Regions from separate parts of the Mus musculus genome. Here region 2 is linked to region 1. The links are chromatin contacts, called in public Hi-C maps. All regions are on one chromosome and are shown on one strand. The core of a region is the stretch at or near the end of the contact, and the rest is flanking DNA. Distances in the headings are between cores, read along the strand shown.

Region 1 (5,780 bases), core at 1,348-3,847:
CACTGACTGCACAGTTCCACAAATACTATTAGAAAGGCGTGATGGACCAGCTGTCCACTAGTACTCTTCTCTAAGTCTTTCCGGATCTCAGCCTTCAGGGCAGGTAGTTTTCCTTACCCCTGGAGGTAGGATAGTCCCATGTAACTAATACTGACCAATTAGATGTGAGAACTTGATTACTGGGGGGAGGCCTTGAAAATGATCTTTTTTCTTTACATGACCACTGTGTCTCAAATGGTGGCTTCTCCATCCATCACACATTTTACAACCCAGCTTGTGATGGGCAAGCACTGTAAGCAGAAAGAAGTCCCTGAGACTTGGAGTGTGTTCCTGTGGTACACCTTTTCTGTCATGATAGATGGCATGCCCCTGGGCAGGGCCATCTGGAAACAACATTTGAAAACTCTAACTCAAGCACAAAGTTTGAGACACAAATTTCTCTTCCCTTGGTCCTGGGTCTCCCATGAATTCCTTGCCCCACCTAAGAAAGCACACAGTTCTCTAGTAGTGATTCTACCATAAAACTGCACTGGAGGAATGTGTCGCTTGCTTGGACAGGGGTGATACCCAAGGAGTATTGGTAGAGTTTCGTTAAGGATCGTGACGGTCCAAATGCGGAAAGAACCGTCCCTTTGTTTAGCCCCATTCTTGTTTACAGAAAGACCAGAACCTGTGGCAGGGGAACATGTACCCCCCAACTTCTAGATAAAGATTCTTACAGTGTCCCCAGTGCTGAGAAAGCAATGTGAGGAGAAACTTAGAAGTGTGGAAAACACAGCTGAAGGCCTAGGGCACTCCGCACACTCAGCTCCCAAATGTGGGAATGCTATGTGATGAGTTTATGAAATATAAAAGTCAAATGAATTTTTCATGAAGAAGTTATCTTCCCAAGATGCAATAATGGAAAATTCCTTTCAAGAACTGGTGTTTAGACCTCACAAAAATGCGCGGCAAATTGCATTGTGATTTATTTGTCAATGTTTTTATAGGTTAGGCGTTACTTTCTACCCCACAGCTGGAGTCAATTTTTAATATTTAAAAGTGGAAAGAAAGCAAAACCTAAACACATCCAGAGATGTCTGTTTTAGATTGAGCTTTTCCCAAACAGTGCTGTTTAGAACTGACCCCTGAGCATGGTCGGTCAGCTGCCAGCTGGCCTTTACTTCCCTGCAACACAGCATTAAAATACCTGGACTGGGCAGACTGCACATAAGACCTCCTAAATTGTAGCTGGTGGGTCTAGTGTTTATAACCAATTTCAAATGCATGTAGCCTGTCTGCCCTCTCAATTGAAGAAGCAAAAGTCTTTTTTGTTTTTTTACTCTAGATTTTCCTTCATGCCCCTAGCTCAAGGTGCTGTGAGCACGATTTTCAGGTCCAGTGGTTTCTGGATCCAGTAGATGGCCAGGTGAGTGGGAATCCCCTTGGTTACTCCTTTTTTGTTGCAAGCAATCCAACTACAAAAGAGCAAGCTGATTCTTTCAACCTCGGAGCTCCATGAAATCTAGTCTGAAAACTACTCAGGGCTCACCTTCCTGGGATTCCAGGTCAAAGAATATGCTGGATTTGCACTTGAGAGCTCATGGAAATATTCAAATTCCCAGCAAAGAGATCAAGCCTACACCCCTAATCTTATTGCTTGGGCCAAATCTACTTGAATGTGGGCTTCATCCTACCATGTGACCAAGCATTTACAAAATGAGACTGGGTCTCTGTTTCGTGAGAGATCATACAGTAGTTCCAGCAGCACACTATGTGTGTGTATGTGTGTGTGTGTGTGTGTGTGTGTGTGTGTGTGTGTTCATGCTCAGTTGTAGCTTCTACACCTGAAGCCAGCCATCATGCCGGCACTGACCGTTGCTAAGGGGGGCATGTATGTGCTTACCAACTACAGGTTCAGTAACACACAACATCTGGAGGGAGGGAAAACAACCCTAACTGTGACCGACACAGTTCCTTTGGGTAATATGGCTGATACCCTGCTCATGAAGGCGGTGTTTCTCTTGTCCTCTCCTGCTTTCTTCCTCTTGATCATTCTGGAGCCAAGACCCATAGGAAGAGTTGATTTCTTTCCAAATTCGTGCGTTGGTCTTGTTGAATCTGCCAGCCCAGGGCTGCTGACACCACCCCCAGTCAAGCTATGAGAAGCACTAACCACTTCATAGACACAAGCCAAAAAAAAAAAAAAAAAAAAAAAAAAAAAAAAAGCCTCCTTTGTAAGGTATGGAAATGTCAGACGTGCGAGAATTGGGCATCATATTCAGCTACTGTGCCTTTTCCTCAGCGCTCTCAACAGGAGCAGCACCCCAGGAGAACCCCTTCGGCATGCTGCCCCAATAGCATCAGAGACATAAGAGATGATGATGATAAGTGATTATTTCCCTGTCTTAAAAGGTTTTCTTGTGTCACAGAAAGGATTTGTCATGGATTTCCTTCTAAAAGTACACACCCTAAACCCACTTCCACACATGATTCGATTTAACCCGAAAAATCTTTATAAAACACACCTAAATGCTTTTTGAGATACAAGGACAACCACGACTAAAGTGCAGCGGATCTACCCGCCAGCAGGGGGAGCTCTTCCCCCTGGTTCAAGCTGCCATTCCAGTTCTCTAGTGGTCCACCCTTTTGCTCAAAAAACTTTGCTTGGGTTTAAAGAAGGTGGAGTAAAGACAGAAGCCGGCTGTCCAAAACAACAGATACGGGGACGGGATGCGGGGGAGGAGGGTGGTGTACTTTATCCCGAGGGCAGAGGACAGCTACTAAAGGATTCTCAGAAATGTGCGGCTTTGTATTGAGGCATCCTGTCTTTTTTGGCTCAGTATCTGACCTATTTGAGAAATCTATTGAAACACGCCACTTGGCACCGATTGTGATGCTGTTAGAGAGTTCATGGGCAAGACATTCTGAGAAAGGGATTGAAGATAAGCATCAGGAGGAAAGTACACTGCCTCCAGAAAACCAAGAAAGGCAGAGCCACCCTTGAGCTGGACCGCAGTGCAACACAATGCACGCATGGAATCCAAACATGGTCCAGAGACCAAAAGCTCTCATAAGCAAATGAGGAGTGACTTTTCTAAAGAAAGAGCTGGGAAAATGGTATTTCCTTCCTGTGCTGAGAAACAAAGTAAAGATACTCTGGGGAAAAGACGTGAGCTCCTAGGCACACAACTGGGTGCCATCTGTCACCCGCAAACAGCTGTGGCATGGAGAGTACAACCACATGTCTTTAGAGCTTCCCAAAGGAACCAAGAGAAAGTGACGAAAAGGCGAAATCAGTGTCTTCCTAAACGCTTATAACAGAATCAGGCTGCTGGGCTCTCCTTCCTGGGTGACTCTATTTGGCTTCTCATGACTAGATCCTCTCTAGCATCCAGCATCCAGGAGGATCTTTAAATCTGATCTTCTTAGAATCCCTCAAGGGCCTTCCATTACCTCCAGGCTAGAGTCCTAACTCTGTAATGTGATTTGGGAGAGCCCTGCAGACTCTCATCCCCGAGGCCACCATGTCTCAGTTCTTGTCCTTTCTGCTCTCTATGCCTTTCTGAAAGCCTTGCAGTTTTGTGTTTCGGGTGGTTCTGGAGGCCAATGTCCTTCCTTCTGTCTTCCATCACAGTGCTGGTTAGATGTCAAATGCATGTTGGACACTGTCCTGGAGATGGAGACCTGCAAATGCTTTCTCTTCCCTGGGTTCTACCACACTCAGGGTCTCGTTCTCTCAGTGTGTCCCCTTCCATATCCTTTTCCTCGTTTCCGTTAAGATATGGAATTATAAATTACTTCATTATGGGAGCCACCTTGACCCCACAAGAGTGGAAGAGACATTAGACTCTCCCCTAAACAATTCTATGCTTAATCCTTCGGTTTCATTTGTATAACTAGCTACTGACCCCTCGACACCACCATAAACACAAAGGTGGGGCTTTCCTTGCTGTATCTTCATGTTTAGTCCTGCATCTAACACTCCTTGAATTAACAAGGTTTATTATTAATGAAGTCTGGTCTGTGAATGGTATAGTCCTTGTCATATGCTATCTGGCTTCCCTGGTGCACTGTAAGGAATATTCTTCCTTCTCTGGAAGCTCCTGCTTATAGACAGCTCCATCACCTTAATATTTTATGGAACAGCCATTTTTTCAGATTATGAAGGCATTATCTCTGCTTAACTGAACACCAGGGTAGAGTCTAAGGCTCATGGTTCTCTTTGCATTCCAGCAACTAGATAGCTTTGTTAACAGGCCAGTTGGCTAAAGCTATGTACTGTTCATAGTTACTTTGTGTTGATGTGACCAAAATATCTGAAACAAACCATTTAAAGAAGGAGAAGTTTATTTTGGCTCAGAATATCAAAAGGGATTTCAGCCAGTGGTGGTGAGGAAGGCATGGGAGTGGAAAAGTGTGGAGGAGATGTCTCAGCACGGTGAACAAGAGAGCGAGGAGAATGGGCCCAGAGCAGGGGCCAAACAAGACCTTGAAAGGGCTGCCACCAGGGGCCTACTTCAGACACCTCATAGTCATTGTACGACCCTCCAGAATAACACTGTCATCTTGGTGGTGGGGGGGAAAAAGCCCAAAACTTCAAAATATGAGCTGGGGAGGGGAGACTTCACATTCAAACTGTAACAGGATACAAGAATGCATCTTCTGGACTTTTATGTAAAATATGTAAATGAATAGAGATCAGTGATTTCTAGAGCATCTCCTAGCAGTGCCAGATGCTCACTACACAACCATTTAACTCACTCTCTTATACTCTCCATACTCATTGGACCCAAACTCAACAGGGTCAAAGATGGGTCTTGTCAGTCTGATCACTGCAAAGAGGCAGACAGCCAATGTATTCATTGCACTGAACACCCCTTTCCAGTCACAGCAGATGGACAGAGAGAACATTGGCCTGATTTTGAGTGTTCAGAGATGACCAACAACCTTGGTGGTGGGAGAGCCACTTTCTGACCCACACATTCTTCAGTCTAGGCCCCACGTTTTCCCCACAGTATAAAGATGTAGCTGCAGACACATAGACACAACTGTCTTTTTAAAACTAGGCATGGCCCCCATGTACATAAGATATGTGGCTAAGAGCATTGGCCCTGCTAGGAGGCTGTCTTCCCTTTTCTAGCTTGTGGACTTGGACAGCCACTTGGTCTCTTCATGTTTCAGTTTCCTCATTGTATTGCTGAGAGGATTAAATCTGCTAATGAAAAGCATAGATCAATGTCTGACATGAGATGAATGTTACAGTCAAGGTGAGCTACCTTCATGATTGGAATGAGAGTGCTGAACAGATTTCAGGATCTATTTGGGTTGACACCTCCAGCTACCTTGCTGGGGGACAGGGACAGAGCAGCACACCTGTGCACAAGACATGTATTGTACAGTGATGTGGCGTGCACTGGAATGTCATGCTGGCTTCTAGAAGAGGCCTAGACTAAAGCAGGTGTGCTGGTCTGATGAGGTGTGGAGATCCACCTTCAGAATGTGACAAAGGATCCTAATGTGACTTCTGCTACTTCTTGGCTTAGGTCACACAGCATTTTGAACTCAAGTCAGTCCCAAGGGCATGATAATCTCAGCTTAGTCCTTGCTGCCAGCCTTTGTCCTTCATGAGCTGGAACCTGCTTTATAGACACTGCACAAATTCCTGGTGGAATCAGTTCACATGGAATCCAGGTGGTAAATATCTCCCAGGAAGGGCTGTGCAGAAGTATATCTTCCCACCGGAGGAAGGTAGGTTGGCTCAATGATATTCTCAGAAGAAGACAGAGAGGATGGTGCAA
Region 2 (5,429 bases), core at 1,543-4,042, 160 kb after region 1:
AGCCTCATGCAACAGGAACCTCCCTCGGGGCTCAGGAGGGCAAGGGATGCGTGCGAGAAGAAAACACATCTGGATAAACAGGCAGAAAGAAGCTTCTAGATCTGCAGAAGGTGCACAAGATGGGTCAGCTGTAAACAGAATTGATCCCAAACATGTATGCCTAGGCTTGATTATAAAACAAAAAGGAAGGAAGGAATTGAAGTAAGTCGGAGGAAACAAAAGATACCGCAGATGGGTCAGTAATATGATCAGCAGATTCTTTTTCTCTCTAGAAAATAGTTTTAAGTTCAGGAGATTAAGTGGACAAAATACTTTCTAACGTTGTGAGAGTGGAGTGGCTACACAGGCACAGACGATGAAAGCAAACACACGTACAGTGAGCAAGACTGGAGCTACTTCCAGGGAGCACACTTCTCCCCTACGCAGCAGCCACTGGGAGATGTTTAAAACACAATACTCAATACCTATCCCAGACAAAATTCCCTTTACAAAGAACCATGGCACTGAAGTCAAACTGTATCATCAGGTCTTGACTGGAATATACCACAACCACTCCAGAGATTACCAAGAAGGACAGTAACCATGGGCTGCCCATGGGGGAAGCACACACACAACACATATGTAAAATATTAATGCTTGTTGAGTCTAGGTGGGGAATTTTCAGTCTTTATTATACTATTTTTCAAGTTTTTAAATAATTGCAAAAGTTTTCATAATAAAAATAAGTTGAAGAAAAATTAGCTGGAGGACTTTATTCAGAATACCCTTCTCCCACTCCTCCCAAATTTTGGTATTCTCTTGTTTGGGAGAGTTGCCCAAGTATTAGCTGTATAATTTGGGAAAGAATGCCGCGTGATTCTGAAGCCCACATGTATGAACACTGGACGGGAACAGGTCTCAGAGTCTGCTTCTTACTCTAGTGGATTCACAGCTGCCCTTGCAGTATTTGCTGAGTGAATGGATGGAGGAATGAAGTGAGAGCCAGTAGCCTGGGTATTTAGGAACTTGCTAAGCTATCTCAAGACACAAAGTACCTTAAGGAAGTTAGGAAGATGACCTGAACACACAGTTGGTGTGATCCACATGCATTCTCTTCAGTGCACAATAGAGTTTTCATGCCTGGGTTCTCTTGCACTTCTCTGTTAGTAACTTTCGCTCCTAAAGGAAGTTCCAAGTCACCAGAGAGGATACTGACCAAACAGGAAACAGGCCCATACCTCTCACGCTCTTTTTGAGCTAGCATCAAAGATTAACATGAGAGATCCAATGGATTCAAATCCCAGGCTTGCCCTGTTTGTCCTATCTCAACATTCTGAAACACACAGCATACACTAATGTTACTTCATCTTTCCAAAGGGTTGCAGAGAGAAACAGCTGCACACAGATTTTTGGCATGTAACTCTTATAGATAAAATAATGCAGCATTCTTCTAGATAAATTACACACTTTAAAAATATTCTTTCCTTCTTTTATAAAAATAAACTCAAAGGTTTAAAGTCTAAAAGCAATTTTGTTCAAGTCCAAATGCTACCAAATGATTTTACATAGCTTTTACCCCTAAACGTTTTTAAACAAAATCCAAAGAAAGAAATATATTTTTATAAAACACACACACACACACACACACACACACACACACACACACACACACACACACGTATATGCACGCACATACACAGAGTAAAATAATCTGTAACTGTGGACAGAGATTGGTAATGCCTACAATGCGTAAGAACTCATTTTCTAGCACTTAGTCCTCCCAAAATAGCCCTCAGGAATTAAGTCTCAATATTTATTCAGCAACTATTAGATCCAATAACCAATATCTAAACAGCATTCCCTCAGAGACTCTGTGCATGACCTCTTAACTGCTTGGTGCCTAACTTTACACATATGTCAACCAGAAAGAAGAATAATTGCTAGCTACCTCCCAGCTATTGCAGAAGATTTAATGAGACAAGAAGCCAGACCTCCACGGTGAGTCAATTATTCCCTGGGCTGAAGTTATGTTATTTGTGAGGTGCTGTAGCACTAAGGATAATAAAGTATTGTGTAGGCATTACAAATAGCTTGGTTTTTATTTCCCAAAGTATTTACATTTAATTATTCAGAAAAACATGCCAACCTTGTAACAAAAGGCCAAATGTCTTTACACACACGCACACCCCGAATTTGATAGAAGAAAATTATCCTGAAATTTTACAAAATGTTGTTTCTTTTTTGATGGGAGTGAGTTTAGGAGAAGCTGACTTAGCTCTCACTGGAACCTAGATCTGTTAAAATGGTCTGCTACCATAAAGTACATTTCACGAGGCAGGTTCAGAGTCCACTAGTTTCAGCTTGCTAGGGACAAGATTAGGATGCTGTTCTGCTAAGGAAAGATATGGATCTGTGGATGCAATTCCATTTAAAGATGCACGGCCCAAGTTCAATTTATATTAATACACACACATAAATAAGACATTTAATTTTGGATCAGTGAAGTCACAGGCTGTTTAAAAAGTTCACACAGGATGGTCATGCTCTCATGAGTAAAAAAGGATAAAATTGATTTTTTACACCAGATTAGCTACACTATATTAATCATATAAAATATTTCCCTGAAAGTCTTGGCACAAAAAATAGGCCAATGTGTTCTGTTGTGGCTATTTTTTCCAATGTAAATTTAGACAGGCAGAAAAACTTTAGAAAGTAATCACAGATTTCAAAATCAATAAATTCAAATTGTTTTCAAGGCAGTAAATACTCAGGATTGCCAAACGCTGCAGGAAAATGATTTGCAATCTCTCTGGCCACTAGACCATTTGAACAAAACAACTGAGGGAAGACCTTAAAGTAACAGAAACTCAAGGGCCAACAGATCTTGTTTCAGGAGACCGTTTGTTTAGTGCATAGAAAGACAATGAAGCAAGGGCAAGCAGCCAACTAGAGTAGGGCATGAATAGTTATCTTAACCCAGCGTCCACTGAACTGGGGCTAAGGAGCAGCAGTTGCTGTGGCAATTAGCACCAGCTAGTTGGTGCAGGAGTTTCAGTTATGGGAAAAACCTAGGGTGTGCTTGGGAACGGGGAGTATGAAAGTCTCAAAGGTTAGGATTGTTGTCTTCATCGCTTGAGGCCAGTACAATTGAGCAGAAATCCACCAGTCTGTTTTCCTCACTTCCAAAGGCCTGCCTCTGAGGATTTAGCGTTTGATGTTAATAGACGAAGTGAGGTTGCACTTTCTAACGTGTGCTACCAAGGTCTAAAAACATAATACAATTCACTTTACTCCAAGGCTCCAACCTTTCAAGAATAAGAAGCCATTTGAACTAAGAAAATAATTTCTTTCCTGTTAATTGAGAAAATGCCAGCCTCAGCCATTAAAAACAGTACTGATTTAATGCCCAAGTATCATTATTAGTACTGTGAGAAGAAATACTATTTCATTAATAGCTCAGAAATGACAGAGAAGGCGGCCGAGTTAGTAACGTGCTTGCTGCCAGCGCCCCGACAGCTTGAGCTTGGAAGGAGAGAAGCTACTCTCCAGTGCTCTCCTCTGACCTCTACCTGCAAGCCATGGCACACACACTAGTAACAAATTTATAAAATTTTATAACATAAAATTTAATTATTTAAAATTAGTTTAATCCAAAATATATTAAATCACTAAGGAAACTATTGGAATCTAATGTGCAACTTTCAGACATATGAATATTTTTTACAAAAACACATTTCTGTAGACAGTACATTATGGGAGAATTGAAAATATCAAACCCAAGAGCTATGTTTAAGCAGGTGGATATTGGGTAGCATCATCAAAACATAAAGCACTCACTGTAAAACAGCACAGTCGAGAGTAAATGCACAGCCACGGCAGCAGTTGTGCCAGAGCAGAGTTTAGGGCCCCAGAGCAGGCAGCAATGCACAGTGCAGCTGTGAGGTGATCAAGGGCAGCAGCCCCTGAGCTGACAGGAAGAACTGAGTAAGAGACACTTAGGAGGCAAATTACTGGAGGGAAGGGAGTGGGACTTCCAGAAGCCCTGGCTTTGGGCAGTTTAACTCCTTTAGGCTGCAGGCTTCTCATCCACAAGACCAGAGTAATACAGTAATTTGTGTGGAAAAGTGAAGAATGACTCTTCTTCACAGTGGTCCATGTAAATCATGTCCACACACCTATTTACTCCACACCGTATAATAAGGGAATACAGTCCCCACCAGACGAGGAACAGAAATATAAGCAAATGGTCAAGTGACAATGACATATGTAATCAGACTCACTCGAGGTCACACAGACGCAGAGGAAAGTGTGCGTGTCTGAGGTGCTAAAGCCTGGGAAAGTGACAGGGACCCAATGAAGTCTCTGTACAAGTGGTGCTTACAACCTGGAAGTGTTTTACTTCCACTGTGAGTCACTAGGCTCCTCACTTACCATATAAACTTGAGCTTGCAAACCGTAGGACAGTGTGCTATTGGAACTAAAGGGGGTGAGCACAGTCCAGAGGACACGGGGAGGCAGCATGAAAGGTGGAGGCAAGGGAGGAAGAATAAGCACGTATCATAGGAACTGCATTCCCAGCCAACCCAACACCTGAAAGAAGACGAGGGAAGACACGAGAACCTAACAGGCCATGTGCGCTGTGTCTCCATTACTAGAACACTTGAGCTAGCTACTGCTGCTGTTAGCGCCATCTGAACAACCTTAGAGTTACTGGTAAGCAACAAACCTGTAGACTCTTATACTGCTAGCAGGCACCTGTTGACTGATATGGGCTAAAGTAACTTCTTAGGAAAACTAGTGAAAAACATGGTTGCAAAATGTTTGTTTTCAGTCCTTTCATGAATCAGGTAAATTCAACTTATCCAACAAATATTTATTAACTTGCTCTATAACACAAGAGCAAATTTCTTTGAGCTGGGAAGATCAAGGGCATGGTAGTGACTTCAGAACAAAGGGGACTGTGTTGTATTATTGACTTGAAAAACTTTCCTGAAGAAATACATATGAGAGAAAGAGACAGAGAGAGACAGAGAGGAGAGAGGCACACAGAGAGAGACAGAGAGAATGAAAGCACAAGCTATCTACCTAGTTGCAGTAGTCTGTGAGGTTACAGTCCAATTCCTTTACCTAACCAAACTCACTAGAAGTCAAATACTCAGAATGAATAGCCAGTTCGGGTGATATAATGGTGCACAGGCAGAGATGGCACCTAGACAGCTGTTTTTAGACTGTAAGTCAGGACTTTTTACTACTTCAAGCCCCTCAGGGTGTTTTATAACATACAGTCTTCAAGTCAAACAGTATTTCATTCCATTTTTTTCAAACAAGGTATTTTAACTTACATAGCCTGTGCCGTTAGAGCATGGGGCTGTTGAGGGTTTTCGGCCTCCCATTGTATCCCAGCTAAGGGCTGTGCTGGAGTACTGCTAGAACTTTTGATGTGACTGTCA

What was found. Hi-C and Micro-C count contacts between places; a contact is called where the count stands out from the background.
Region 2: a Hi-C map of pre-B cells shows a contact between it and region 1, with 4 times the contacts expected there. The contact joins two enhancer-like sites. A contact is called at or near these places in 9 of 15 datasets of contacts at CTCF or cohesin (the G1E-ER4 cell line, embryonic stem cells, hippocampal excitatory neurons and 4 more), 136 of 484 Hi-C or Micro-C datasets (the AtT-20 cell line, B cells, the Ba/F3 cell line and 65 more), 25 of 115 datasets of contacts at active chromatin or transcription factors (the NIH/3T3 cell line, PVALB interneurons, astrocytes and 13 more) and 2 of 9 other capture datasets (embryonic stem cells and embryonic tail).

The regions. Positions count from the first base shown.
Region 1 is chr15:34,740,659-34,746,438 of GRCm38.p6, forward strand. It overlaps Gm32970 (a long non-coding RNA gene), which reads right to left. Exons shown (of 7, transcript XR_383919.3): 7 at 4,312-5,780. Among named protein-coding and RNA genes, the nearest start is that of Nipal2, 65 kb to the left of the region's middle. Within about 2 kb of position 2,598, at least 20 of the 459 cell types and tissues checked have an H3K27ac peak or open chromatin away from gene starts, as enhancers often do. A contact at or near this core is called in the P5424 cell line, neural progenitor cells and pre-B cells, where this site is marked.
Region 2 is chr15:34,901,804-34,907,232 of GRCm38.p6, forward strand. The region is part of intron 10 of Stk3 (serine/threonine kinase 3); the gene reads right to left. Among named protein-coding and RNA genes, the nearest start is that of Gm52204, 5.8 kb to the right of the region's middle. Within about 2 kb of position 2,793, at least 30 of the 459 cell types and tissues checked have an H3K27ac peak or open chromatin away from gene starts, as enhancers often do. A contact at or near this core is called in the P5424 cell line, neural progenitor cells and pre-B cells, where this site is marked.